2 separate regions of the Anas platyrhynchos genome follow, and region 2 is linked to region 1. A link is a contact called in public Hi-C data. All regions are on one chromosome and are shown on one strand. The core of a region is the stretch at or near the end of the contact, and the rest is flanking DNA. Distances in the headings are between cores, read along the strand shown. Region 1 holds the start of ANO5 (anoctamin 5). Region 2 holds the start of FANCF (FA complementation group F).

The links. Hi-C and Micro-C count contacts between places; a contact is called where the count stands out from the background.
Region 2: a Hi-C map of subcutaneous adipose tissue shows a contact between it and region 1, with 1.5 times the contacts expected there. The contact joins the promoter of FANCF here to the promoter of ANO5 in region 1. A contact is called at or near these places in 2 of 8 Hi-C or Micro-C datasets (skeletal muscle and subcutaneous adipose tissue).

What each region holds. Positions count from the first base shown.
Region 1 is chr5:55,473,307-55,476,006 of IASCAAS_PekinDuck_T2T, forward strand. It overlaps ANO5 (anoctamin 5), which reads left to right and starts at 1,260. Exons shown (of 21, transcript XM_038179109.2): 1 at 1,260-1,462. The coding sequence starts at 1,402. All of the region lies in intron 6 of LOC101790603 (a long non-coding RNA gene), which reads right to left.
Region 2 is chr5:55,692,830-55,695,529 of IASCAAS_PekinDuck_T2T, forward strand. It overlaps FANCF (FA complementation group F), which reads right to left and starts at 1,366. Exons shown (of 1, transcript XM_013106479.4): 1 at 1-1,366. The coding sequence starts at 1,301. The coding sequence ends at 285. LOC101790603 (a long non-coding RNA gene) reads right to left here. Exons shown (of 12, transcript XR_011809805.1): 2 at 2,090-2,300.

The sequences.
Region 1 (2,700 bases), core at 10-2,509:
TGTGACCTAGTGAATTGTATGCTGTTACAAGTTGTTTAAATGCTTCTCACTTAGCAGGCCATTTCTGTAGGCTTTGCTCCCGGTACCCTGCATCTTGAGATTAAAAAAACAACGTTTCAGACTTTGGAAAGCAACCAGATATGTTTTTAGGTCTTGCCCATGACTAAAAATATATTTCTTGAAGCAGTAATGCCATACAATAAAATAAAGGCCTAGTACCAGACGTAGACTGAAGTGCAGGCCCAGCACCTTAACTGAGGGACTTGCTTGACTTGATTAACTTCATGATTGAGAAATTCTCCATGAAACTGATGTTGCATGCTAGTTGCTCAAGTAACAAAACCTGGTATGTTTGTTGCATACAATTGTTACATTGTCAGTACACGCCAAATAAACAAAAAAGTTAATGGGTAAAAAGGCCTCAAGATCTGCCTTGAGGGAGCGCAAATTAATAAAAACTATGTGAAACCAGTGTATTGGACAAACAGTGGAGGACAAACTACTGAAGAAAGGAGAAGACGGGGCTGTTAGGGACATAAAAACGACAGCAGCCCCAGGGCAGCGCGCAGCAGCCGCCATCTGAGCCTTCTCTGAGGGCGCGGGGAGAGGCCTGGTTCGGAGCCCCTGAGGGAGGCCAAAGCAGGCTGGGCCAGACCAAGGGACCCGGACCAAGCTGGCGTTGCTTTTATCTCTTAATCCAACACCCAGAAGTTGAGAAACTCAACCAGACTTGAGTTTCGTCTCCACTTTCCATGCCCCATTTTCCCTTCCTCAGGCTTTGTTATTATTTCTGTCAGTTTCTCACCTACAGCTTTGAAGACCCATGGGCAGCTAGCCAAAACAATGCTTTTACTAGCATTGCTGTGAATCCACAGCCAGGACAGCTGACAGGGATGGCCTTTAGTGCCTGATCCAGCAGAGGCAGGACCAGGAGAGCCAGCCCATCCATCCCCAAGGAGGAAAAAAGAGCACCCCCTGAAGTGAACGCTACTCTATCGCACTTCCTTCAACTTCCCTCATAAAAGATCCGCTGTGATAAAAGACCCAGAAACAAAGACAGCCCCATCGCTGTATGTAAACCAGCAGATCACTATCTGTCTCTTCAACCGTGAGGGGAAGGCGCTGGGCGGCCTTCGAGTGCCAGCGGCTGGGTGCGGGTGACACCCTCAGCCACCTCCCCCCTTCCCCGTCAGGGAGCCCCCGCCATGGAGCCCCGGCTTCCCCGGGCGGCGGCCGCCCCCCCCCGCCCCGCCCCGCCCCGCGGGCAGTGCGCATGCATGGCCGCCCGCCCGCCCCCTGACTCACCCCGTTCCCCACCGCACCGCTGCGCTCCGGGAGGCGGCCAAGCGGCCGGGTGCGGGCGAGCAGGGGCCGGGAGGAGCGTGGGGAAGGCGAGGCGCCATGAACCGCCTGGGCAGGAAGGCGAGCGAGACCCTCATCGAGATGGCCCCGTCTGCTGACGGTAGGTGCCCGCCGGGCTGGGCAGGGCAGGGCAGGGCCGGGCGGGACGCAGCCGCCTGCCCCGTTCCGCTGCTGCCGGGCGCTGAGGGGCCGGGCCCGGCCGGAGCCCCCCGGCTGGGGCTGGGAGCGGGCGGTGCGGTAATGCAGGAACAGCCCGAAAACGCGCCCGCCCCGAATAAACCCCGCGACCCTTTGGCCTAGGAGAAGTCGGTGGGAGCCGCGGAGGTGCGGCCCCCGCAGGAGGGAAGCACCGCCTTGGGATCCGTGCCGGGCTTGGCAGCTGCCTCCTCTCCTTCTTGTGCGTTTGTTTTAGGAAAAAATAAAACATAATGCTGTTTTAAACAGCTTAAGCAACAGTGTATGCTCGCAGGTTTCAAAATACTTGACTGATCTGTTTCAGACAGCTGGCAGCAATGGATAAGTGCGAAACTCACCCAGTTGCGGTGGCAGCAGCGGTGATGCCCCAGCTGTGCCAGCCCAGTCCAGACTTGGCCTTCCTCGAGGACGGCTCCCGAGCTGGCAGTCTGGCTGCAGAGCTGGAGCAGGCGGGGTATGGCAGCCTCCCGGCCTGCCAGCTGCTGTCCCAGCCCTGCACCAAGGCTAGAGTCACGGCCCAGAAGTGCTCGACCTGGGCTGTGGTGCTGACCGGGGGCTGCTCGGCTGGCAGAGCTTGGGATGGAAAAATAGTTACAGAATGTGTGGTAACCGTGTAGGGAGTGATGTTGGAAGTCTGGTATGTAAACTGAATGCTGTAGTGCTCATTTTTCCCATGAGCATCCTGTAGGGCTTTTTTTGGTTTCTGTTTAGTCATAAACACTGAATGTAAGGGGTTTCAGTGAACAAGGATGACTTATTAGCTTATACGGTACAGTAGCACATAACTGTGCATCCAGAATCATGTCCCAGTTTAATTCGCTTTTTAATCAAACATTTTCCTAAAACAGAAAAAAGAATTTCATACGGGCTAAGAGAGTAGACTTCTGCAAGTTTGTTAATTGGTTGTCCAAATAAAAAATCTGGTTTAGAATAAATGAGGTCTTCTTTCAATTATGGCCTACAAAAGCTAACAACACGTATATATCACCACTGGGACATCTCGAAGATCTAAACATACGCTTTGTGCTCTGAAGGAGAAGGTGGCCTCTTACAGAGGCTTCAAGCCATAGCTGCCTGATGTCCACTCACACAGTAGGGTCTGTGTGCGTAAATAGGAACAAGGCAGAGGAAAAAAAAAGTGCT
Region 2 (2,700 bases), core at 116-2,615, 220 kb after region 1:
TTTTTTTGTTGGCAAACATACATTTTATTAGCTGAGAAGTAAGCACTGAAGAGAAAACCATTTCCTGCCGGTGGGCAGGAGAATCACGAGTGCAATTACGAAGAAGCACCAGGCCTTCCTGCCAGAGTTAACACACAGTCATAAACAGCATTATCATCAGTCCCATCGATGTTTGTTTTCAACCCAGATCAACACATAGTGTTCCTGCCTTTCGTATCAAATACAGAGTTAATCAGAATTACTGAATTTCAAAAGTTTTTTTGTGTTGCTTTTGCGTTCACGCATCAGTGCTCTGCTCGCTTCCTCAAGTCTTTCTCTACTTCCAACAATAAATCAGTCCACACACTTAGGCCACAGACTTGAAAGTCTCCATCCCGTGCCTTCAGGAGTTTGAGAGCAGCTTGGGTCTGTCGGCTGAGCATCACAGGTCCCTTACACAGGCAGCTAAAACGCTCCCTCAGCTCCTCCCAGGACAGTTCAGCCTCATCAGGGCAGCTTTTAACCCACTGTCCCTGCAAGGGGTCATACAGCAAGCTGCTTCCCCAGCCAGTCAAGAGGTCCAAATAACGCTCGCTTATTTGCAAATAGTGAGCAGCTAACGAAGCAAGAAGAGAGCCCGGGAGCTGCTGACAGAAGGCAGCAAACCTCTCCGAGTCCTCCAGCAGCCAGGAAAGCAGGGGGCCAGCCCCCGCTTCCTCCTCCTGCTGGGGGCCTCCCCCCTGCCGCACCAGCAGCAGCGCTGCCGCCACCACTCGGAAGGCTCTGGGCTGGGGCAGCTGCTGCAGGACCCCCCCGAGCCAGAGGGGCTCCCCCGGGGGCTCATCCCGCAGGCGGCCCAGCAGCAGCCCCGCTTCGGCGGCCAGCCGCGGCTCCGGGCCCCCGGGGGACCTCGGCGGGGAGCTGCGGAGCGGCTCCAGCAGGCAGCAGGCGGCTTTCCTGCGGGCCAGCAGCGCCAGGCGGCCGGGCCGGGCGGCGGGGGGCTGCAGCAGGCGCTGGAGGAGGCGGCGGCAGGCGGCAGGAGGCAGGGCGCGGTTCTCCAGCAGCGCCAGGCCCAGCAGCTCGGCGCAGCGGCCCAGCTGCCCGAAGGCGAGCGGGGAACCGGGCCGGGCCCTCCGCAGCCGCTGCCCCACGGCGTGGCGGAGCCGGGGCCGGGCGCGGAGGCGGTCGTGGAGGTGCTGGAAGTAGCGGCCCCAGTCCAGGGCCCGCTCCAGGGTCGGCGGGTCCCAGGCGCGCACCAGCGCGGAGCGGCAAACAGCCAGCAGCGCCGGCAGCTGCTCCACCTGCCCCAGCACCGCCTCCATCGCCCCGCCGCAAGCCGAGCCCGCCGCTGCCCCTCAGCACCGCCTCCCGGAGCCGATCGGAGCCGATCCGAGGCGGCGAGGGAGGGGTTAGGGGCGGCATTGGCCGAGCCGGGCGTCAATCCCGCTTCCTTCCCATAAAGGGGGACGGGGCGGGCGCCGCCGCCATTCCGTGACGGGGAGAGGGGGTTGGGGGGTTGTGGCGCTCCACGAGGAGGGAATATAAACGTTAAAAAATAAACCGAACGCACTTGTGATGCCTAAACGCGATTTAAAGAAGTGAAAGCTGTTCACGAGCACACTGTGCGGGGGTATTTGGCATCTCCAGGGTGGCCGTGTGGCCAGCCGTGGTGTCCCCGCTGGGGCTGGCTCCCAGCCCGCAGCCAAACCCCGCTCGCCTGCACCCTGTGGTGCCTCACTGCTAACTCCCTGTCAGCTATGCCCCAGCTGGCTGCCTTCAACAAAGCACCGTGTCCGTGCCTCGGATAGAAAAGCCTCTTGTAGCTGAGGGAGCTCTGGGCTGCCACCCTGTCCTCTCAGAGGGAAAAAAATCTGGAAGGTTCCCTCACAGGCATTCCCCATGGGGGCAACTTGAGCAACACCTCACACAAGCCACGGTGTAAACATGCCAGAACTGCTTGTACACAGCGATAGGAGAAAGGCCCTCCCTGCCTCCCCTTCCCACCTGCGCCAGCAGGAGCTGAAGGCCATTTCTCCACAGTGCACCAAAAAAAAAAAAAAAAAAAAAAAAACCACAAAAATAAAACAAAACACAGCACAACCTGGCATACCTGTGAGACCAGCAGCTCAGAAGGACTTTCTTCATGCCCATGTCCTGAAGAGCACCTCACGGAGAACAGCGCCTTGCCCTCCGTCTCGTCCCTGTGAGGGCCGTGCACACGGCACTGCCTCACCACAGAGCCCGGCCAGCTTCCAGCACCTTCCATCGGGCGGCTCCTGAGGGCTGGGGAGGCTGCAGGCCTGCAGTGTGGGGCACTCCTCCTGTGTGGGGCACACAGAATTGGTCTAGAAACAGTAGTAAAACCCAAAATTCAAGGACAAAGAATAACGCTCTTCTTCAGCGGAGGCCCTGTTTGATTTTCTTTTCTTTCCATACACCCTAGCGCTGAATATAGCTCTGTATGGTGCTGAATATATTCCCCCTCTACTCATGAGACCCTACCTAGAGTACTACAACCACGTTTGGGGCCCCCAGCACAAGAAAGTTGAGGACCTGTGAGGGCAAGCCCAGTGGAGGGCCATGAAGGTGACCAGCGAGCTCTCTCCTACAAAGAGAGGCTGAGAGAACTGGGGCCGTTCAGCCCAAAGAAGAGAAGGCCCTGTGAAGGCCCCATTGTGGCCTCTGAATACTTAAAGTTGGTTTATGAAGAAGGATTCTTTG